Linked DNA regions of Mus musculus: region 1 is linked to region 2. The links are chromatin contacts, called in public Hi-C maps. All regions are on one chromosome and are shown on one strand. The core of a region is the stretch at or near the end of the contact, and the rest is flanking DNA. Distances in the headings are between cores, read along the strand shown.

Evidence for each region. Hi-C and Micro-C count contacts between places; a contact is called where the count stands out from the background.
Region 1: a contact with region 2 is called in a Hi-C map of uterus, with 1.4 times the contacts expected there. The contact joins the promoter of Emp1 here to the enhancer-like site in region 2. A contact is called at or near these places in 2 of 39 promoter capture datasets (the HPC-7 cell line and macrophages), 7 of 15 datasets of contacts at CTCF or cohesin (CD8 T cells, the NIH/3T3 cell line, embryonic stem cells and 2 more), 18 of 484 Hi-C or Micro-C datasets (the HL-1 cell line, adipose-derived mesenchymal stem cells, bone marrow-derived macrophages and 10 more), 24 of 115 datasets of contacts at active chromatin or transcription factors (the 230-238 cell line, CD8 T cells, DN3 thymocytes and 16 more) and 3 of 9 other capture datasets (adipose tissue, liver and pancreatic islet).

The regions. Positions count from the first base shown.
Region 1 is chr6:135,360,880-135,364,820 of GRCm38.p6, forward strand. Emp1 (epithelial membrane protein 1) reads left to right here and starts at 2,052. Exons shown (of 5, transcript NM_010128.4): 1 at 2,052-2,223.
Region 2 is chr6:135,270,832-135,274,773 of GRCm38.p6, forward strand. No RefSeq gene overlaps it. Among named protein-coding and RNA genes, the nearest start is that of Gm36640, 6.7 kb to the right of the region's middle. Within about 2 kb of position 1,465, at least 13 of the 459 cell types and tissues checked have an H3K27ac peak or open chromatin away from gene starts, as enhancers often do. A contact at or near this core is called in uterus, where this site is marked.

The sequences.
Region 1 (3,941 bases), core at 802-3,301, 91 kb after region 2:
TTACTTTTCCACGGATAGAATCCCAATGTCAGGACCCGTGAAGAGGAAGGATCAAATCAGGTGTGTGTGTGTGTGTGTGTGTGTGTGTTTTCCTCAATCATCTGCTTTAAAAATATCCTCTTCTCTATAAGATTTGGAGAAATACAGACCCATGACCATGCATCACTGAAATTTACTTACAGTCTTTACTACCTAACTTCATCAGCGCTCCGTTGGACTTCGAGCCTCCCACCCCTTTCTGTCTTTCTGTGGAATTTAAATTCCTAGAGGGTGAGGTCCAGTCTACTCTGACCCAGTTTTAGCAGGGCCCAGAGAAGGTTGCTGTACAGTAAATAGGGTTCTGATCAATGACTAAATAATATCACGAGGCCTGCACTGGCCTGGAAGAGAACAGCAACCCCAGTTGCTGGGGTTTGGCAGCCGCAGCGACTCTCTGTATCTTCTCTGAGAGGTCTCTTGTCCGATTTAACAATGTCCTCAGGGAAATATCACTGCAGCTAATATCGAATGACTATTGGCCACAACCTTACAGGCTCTTGTTAGTCATTACTATCTATCTATCTATCTATCTATCTATCTATCTATCTATCTATCTATCTATCTCTCTCTCTCTCTCTCTCTCTCTCTCTATCTATCTATCTATCTATCTATCTATCTATCATTTATCTATCATCTATCTCTCTATCATCTACCTATAATCTATTGTATCTATCTATTATCTATCATCTATCAATCATCTATTATCATCTATCATCAATCTATAATCTATCTATCTATCTATCTATCTATCTATCTATCTACCTATCTATCTATCTATCTCTATTATCTATCCATCTATCACTTATGTACCCCAGGATAGCTTCTAGTTCTCCTTGAACTTATGCTATCCCTTCAACTACCTACCAACTCTCTCTCTCTCTCTCTCTCTCTCTCTCTCTCTCTCTCTCTCTCTCTCTCTCAATAGTGTCTCACTCAGTAGCCCACGCTGACTTGGAACTCACCATGTAGCCCAAGATGACCCTGGACTAAGAGCAATCCTCCTGCCTCAGCTTTTCAAATGTTGAGATCGCAGGCACGACCCACCAAACCTGTTTGATACATGTAATTCTTGCCATCTGTGTGAGCTAGGTGCCTACCATCCCCATTATATACAAGAAGGCAGAAAGAGAGGGCGCTTGCCCAAAGTCACATTGCAGCTAAGGAGAGCTGGGGTTAAATGTAGGCAGTGAGGACCTGAACCTCTTTAGGGAGGTGACCAGGGCTGCGGGATTGGACAACTCTGTAGCACCCCCCCCCCAACTCTGAGACTAAGTGGGGAGTGAGTGGTTCAGGGAAGAAGCTGTGATTGGGTCCCTGGCTGTCTTCACAAAAGCCAACTGTGGAGCAAGGTCCAATGATTATCACATGAAGATCAGAGTGCAAAGTCCTTAATTCGAAGACTTCCTCCTGCAATGCCTACAATCCATAGGGGTGAGAGTTTAACTAAAGGCCCAGGATTATGTGCTGTCAATCAGTGCCTCAACATTTGGAGCTTGCTGGGTGCCTTTCTACTCCATGGGTCTCATCCCACTGCCGCCTACAGGTCAGGGGCACAAGGGTCAGGCAGGGAAGCCAACGAGAAATGAGTCTGATAATTCCTGGTGATGAGCAGCTGCTGCTATGTGCAGTGGGGGAGGAAGAACGGGGGAATCCTGTTTGATGATTAGCCGGGACTTTAATTAACGTGGAACTGCATCTACCAGCTCTCCCCTCCTCCTGACCCTAACCTGTGTTTTGCCCTACGTCCTTGACAACCGAGGCTCCTTCTGGGTAGTAGAACTGGGCTTCGGTAAACAGATCTATTTGTGTGACTCCTCTTACTCATTTGAAGCAATGTCACTCCTTTTTCCACTGTGGTCTGTGTGTCTGAGTCAGAGGGAGCTACAACAGGGTTCTTTGAATTGATGGCTCACTCCCAGCCACATCTGACCGGCTGCCAACTTAGCAGGGCGTAGCTCACCAAGTTTTTTTTTTTTTAAATCCAGACTGATTCATAGAAACTCCTTTAAAACACGGGGAAAAGAAACCGCCCATCACACACCCCAGCACATCAGCCCAGGAAACTTATAACCTCGGGAGTCAGGTCCCTCCCCTCACTGTGGTTGCAAATCTCCTGAAGAGAGGACCAGACCAGCAGCCTGCTCTACCACCCAGGGCATCTGCCTCTCTCACTGGATACTCCAGGTAAGATTGTCCCCACACTGGAGAAACTCTGCAGAGCCCGCTCCTTTCTTTCCTCTCTTAGGCTCCTTGAAGCCCTCCCCTCTCTTCTTGCCTCTGCTATCCCTCTATGGCTCACAAAGAACGGAGTCCTTGAGACTTCTAGCTTAACGTAGTAGTGGAGGAATCTGGGATATCAGTGGGGGCCACATTCTCTTGCTGGTATGTGGATCCTTGCTCCGAGGAGACGGACGGAACGAGAAGGGACTTTGGAACAAACTTGAGTGCAATATTCTTTATGGAAGGAACTCTATGTGCCTTCGAAATGAATTAGCAGGGTTGGAAGATGTTTCCAAATCTTCTGTTTTCATTCAGATTACTTTGAGCTGAAATCTAGAAGGATGCTATGTTACCAAAACGCTCCGGCTTTTCTTTTCTCTCTGCGAAGGCAGGTTAAAGGCAGTCTCTGGGGAGAAAGTTTGTTCTGCTTTGTGGGTTGGTTATTGTTGTTTCTCTTTTACGCTTTTAGGTGACGGTGGATAAATATCTGAGTTTCAGTTAATTTTTGCGATTGCATTTACTGTCTGTCCCCCTCTTGTCTGTTGATGTCTGTTTAAGTATTTCGTTCTTTCTCTTGTTTTCCTCCACCCCCTTCTCACAGGAAGGGAAGAGGGGATTGGTTTGTTTAAAGAAAAACCGTTAGGGAAACAGAGGCAAAGGGTGTTTCAAATAAACCTTGGGAGGGGTTGATTTGGTGGAATGTGTGGGTTCCAGAATCCTTAGCCAGATGTGGAGGTGGAGGAAGGAGGCAGAGGGGAGAGGGTGGGGCTGGGGGCCTTCGGGGATTCCTGTAAGGTTGCTGAATGGCTCTGTGCTTCCACCCAGGCTTCTGCATTCTGGAGCCAACTTAGGAAAAAAAAAAAGATCTTTCAGAATCTATTAAAGGATTTTTTTTTCTAAGTGGACATGGAATTTTCTAGTGTGGCAGTGGTCATATGGGAATATTTACCTTATTTCTTTTGTGTAAAATATTATATAACTACAAACCCACGTGCTAAGTGCAAAAAGAACAAAGGCACTCGGCTGTGTTTGCTTTTGTTTTTATTAGCTTAGCATTTTGGTCGAATGTCTGTGGAGGTGTGGTTCATTTCAACACAGATGTGGGTTTTTTTTTTCTCCTCTCGTAAACAAGCCAGAGGAGAGTGACAGGATTCAGCTTGCCTGATGAAGAGCGAGGCGCCTTTCTCTTTAGAAATGCAGCTCGCTGGTTGGAAGAGAAAATTTAAAAGTAATTGGTGGGTGTGTATCCATTGATCCTTCAGAAATCTCTGCAAAGCCTTTCCCCAAGGAGGGGGTGATGAGTAAGCCCTGGGACCCATTTCTCAAGACTGAGTTTGCTTCCAATGTTTATCACTTCCAGATTGCATGACTGTGAACTGGGGAAGCCGTCTTCGTTAGGTCCACAGCCACAGTTTCCTGTGAAGATCACATGTGTGATTGTGTGTCATTCTGATCTGGTTGAAACTAGGCAACCTTAAACAAGTCAGCAAAAAGGGAACACTAGAGGGAGGGGTAAACTGCCACCAACTCCATGAGCCATGGAGCTGTCTCAAACTCCACTGTCCCTTGATAAATGAGAATATAATGCTTTGTGTGCTACCCCCTCCCTGCCCCCATTCCCTATGGAGTTGGAAGACAATTTTAAAAAAAATGATGCTCTGACTTTTTGCCTCCAAGTAGTG
Region 2 (3,942 bases), core at 215-2,714:
AAGCTGAGAGTTGCACATCTTGGGCATAAACAGCAGCCACAATAAAGTATTGCAGTGAAAAGATCACTGTTGTTTCTGATTTTCTTTTAAAAAAATAAGCCATCAATGTTCACTAATAAAGGATGTTTGAAATATTGCCTCTGGTTCCAGTTCTGGGTGGGCTGGTGGACCTGGCCAACCATACTGGAGTGACCATATAGTCGGTCCTTTGGAGGTGGCCACACACATAGCTAGCAATAGTGGAAGTCACATGCCCCAGCATGCAATGGCTTTTAAATCCCCCATGGGCTACTGAGAGGGAGAGAAGAATCTCGTTTCCTGACCACCTTGTGTGCCATCTGCCTGGAGACGAGAGGAACCCGCTGGAAAGACCAGGACCTGCTAACGAAGGCAGAACTCTTCACAGGACGAGTGTTTTAAAAGCAATTAGTCCCCATCTTCCAGTGAGTGTCCCGTGTGTCTGCTGCCTGCAATGACGGACCTCCGCTCTCTACAGCTTACACCTGGCTCTGCTCTGACCCTTCATTTATGGTTGAGCTGGGAAGAGAGGAGATAGTTAACATTTGGCGGCTGCTTTCAGGAACAGGTACACGTGTGAAATCACCTCATTTTGTCTCACCAGTTTTGATGTTACCTGGGAGGTCAGAGGGCAGGGTGGTTCTGTGATCCTCCTCTGACACATTCGAGTCTAACACTGACGTACTTCCACGTGGGCCACTTCTGTGGTGTAAACATTTATTTACAGGTTTGAAAAAAAAAGACTCATATTTTGCCTTGTGGAAGAAATATCACCTCCGCAGTGACAGCAGAACATGGCTCAGAACTGACGCCTCAGCAGCTGACACCCTGACCTTTGCCATCATCTGACAGAGAGTTTTTCATCCTTAGTTTACCCCGAGTCTGAGGATCGTAGCCTGACTACAAGCTCAGGCCAAGGCACTGCCCTTCATCCCACACAACAATTATCTTAGAGGAAATAAATAGCTTCCTAAATAATACAACATCCATTTGTAACACCAGCCTTATTTGGGCTCCCATGACTTTGTTTTTGCTCGTTAGATGTATTGCTTGTTGACTGTAATAGCTTAGGTCTTATGACTCCATTAACATCTTTTTGAAATAGATAACATGTTTTGTGGCTCAGAGATCCCGAAAACAGGGAGATGATGTGGCTTCTGGGCCTTGACCTAACTGTTCCTGTGGGAGGCCAGATGGCCTGCTCCTCATGATGAACTGGAGGGAAGAAATAACATGAATGTCTGCAGTTCATTTTGCATATATTAATACTTAAGTTTGTGTTTCATAATACACTCAAGGCAGTTGTCCTATGAGCACATTTACTGCTCAGGCAGCCTCCGATAAATTCAGTGGGCTTGCCTTTCTGCAGGCAGCTCTTACCAGCCCGCCCTCTCTCTAGCCTGCCCTCTTCAAAGCAGCGGTAAAACTGATTTGAAGCAAGCCACATTCTTCCCTACTGACTTTTCGTGAAGCCTCCCCGGTAATAGTTATGCAGAACAATGACAAGCGAGATACAATTCACCAGACACAGTCAACTAACAAAGATTTGTGGGATCTTTTGTGGTCTGCTCAGGAGCTAAGTATAGATACCTGATCCAGAAGAGGTGGGGGAGGTGACCCTTGTCCTCACACACACACACACGAACAATCAGATCATAGAGCTAAAGATAACACCCAAGAAGGAAGGATTATTAAATGGTGTCGATGTATATAAATTATGTGCCTGGTCTCTTCCCAGAATATTTGAAAATGTTTTCCTATAGATTAAGAGATGGTTCAAAAGTGCTTGCCATGCAAGAATAATAACCTAATAACCCGTGTCTGAATCTTCAGAACCCACAAGAAACCAGACATAGTAGCCCACGTGTGTAATTCCGGCAGCCCTGTGGAGAGCTGGGAGGCAGAGACAGGAGAATTCTTAGAAACTGATTGGACAACTGTAGACCATGGGAAAACAACAAAAAGAGCATTGTCTCCAATAAGGTAGAAGGCAGAGATAGACACCTCAGGTTCTCTTGATCTCTACATATTCACTGTGGGATATGTATACCCCACTAACATTCACAATAATCAGTGTACACACACACATGCACACACACACACACACACACACACACACTCACACACACAGACACACACAGAGGGAGAGAAAGACAGAGAGAGAGAGAGACAGAGACAGAGACAAAGAGACAGAGATGAGGGCCTTGACTTTGAGGAGCTAGAAAGCTTGTATTAATAATAATAATTATTTATAACAATATAAGTGCATTGGTATTTGTAGTGAGCATGACAATCCCTCTGAGAAAGATGTGGGAGGAAGAAGTAAATTTTGTATGTGTGTGTAAATCGTACAGTACATCAGTTAACACCTGCACAGGAAATGGGTTTGAGCAGAGAAAAGAAACCTTTGCCCGAGGGAGCCCAACCCTTTCATAGTGGGCAGAAGGCAAGCTTGACTCACATTCCAAAGGAAAGCATTGGCTTTCTCTTCCAAGGTTGTTCACCAGTCAGATGTCTGCAGAAAGAGTCCCCGAACCATGTTAAAAACCACGAGAGACTCACAGAGACACATCTCCCCGAAACATCTCTACGGTTCCCATCTCAGAAGCAGCTGGACTTTGATTAGAACCAACGTGGATCAGATTGTTAGCAATCTTTAATTGTGGCCCTTTATCCCAGGCTCCCAGACTCAAATCTGTTACAGTTCTGGGACCCAAGAGTTGTTGTTGTTGTTGTTGATGACCTGGCTCACCTGGGCATCCCCACACTGACGTTAATGCTCTGTCCCCTCTCTACGGGGACAAGCTCTAATCTTGGTTTCTACTGTGACATCCTTTGTCACACTCTCAGGATGAAGGGCCTGCCTTGGTCTTTGGCCCCTTCCTACAGTTCCAATAAATCAGCTGCCAATTTTCATCTCACTGGTGACCAGCATGGCGGCTGGACTCTTGTGTCTCCAGTTCCAGGTGTACCACTGTACCTGGCCACTTGTCACACATGCAGCAATCCCGTGGTGCTCACTTGCCCACCATGACCTTTATCCCACCCCTCCTTCTGCTGTCCTGTGACTTCTCCACAGGGCCAGGTGAACTCCAGACTTCCTTTCCCATCACACATGCTCACACATACTCATTCCCTCATACATTGTGCTTCTCGCTGGGTCATTGTCCCAGTCTGGTTGGACAGCTATCACAGGAAGTTGTGGACAGAAGTTTTCCTTCCTGTAGTTCTGGGGACAGGGTACTGAGAACTTGTTTTCTTTTCATAGATGTTCGCCTTCTTCCTCTGTCCTCAGTAAATAGTAGTATGGACACGATGTGGGTTCCTGTGTGTAGACATTAGCATTGATGTGGGCACTCTCCTTTCTAACACCGTCATATTGTGGGTAAGGGTTTCAATATATAAATTTGGATCGGGTACCAGCATTCATTCGGTCAGTAGCAGTTATTGTCCACTTGGGTTACTCCAGCTCATCACAGTGAGGGAGAGAGGTGATGGCTGGAAGGTCAAGGGAAGCAATATAAACAAAGTACTACAGTGAAATGTGGGCACTCCCAAAATCCAGAAACCAGTCTGATAAACTGATCTCCCTGCCCATTCTGTAAGGAGAAGGGTGGGATGAATAAACTTTGCATGACTTATTGAGGACGCCAAGAAAACTCAGGTTAGCCCAAGGACTTCATGGGAGTCTTGATGGCTGGAGAGAGTCCAGGACCTGGGTTTGAATCCTGGTTCTGCAGCTCATGGTAAGGTGTGACCATGGAACTTAGGTTCCATACTTCAGGGTTGCTCATCCAGAACACTGTGGTGATTATACTGACCTTGTGGGTTGCTGATACACCATCTTGTTTAGTGGCCTCAAATTTCACCCTCATGTGCCAGGCATACCAGCAGCTCATAGATGGGATAGATGTTGGGGTGGAT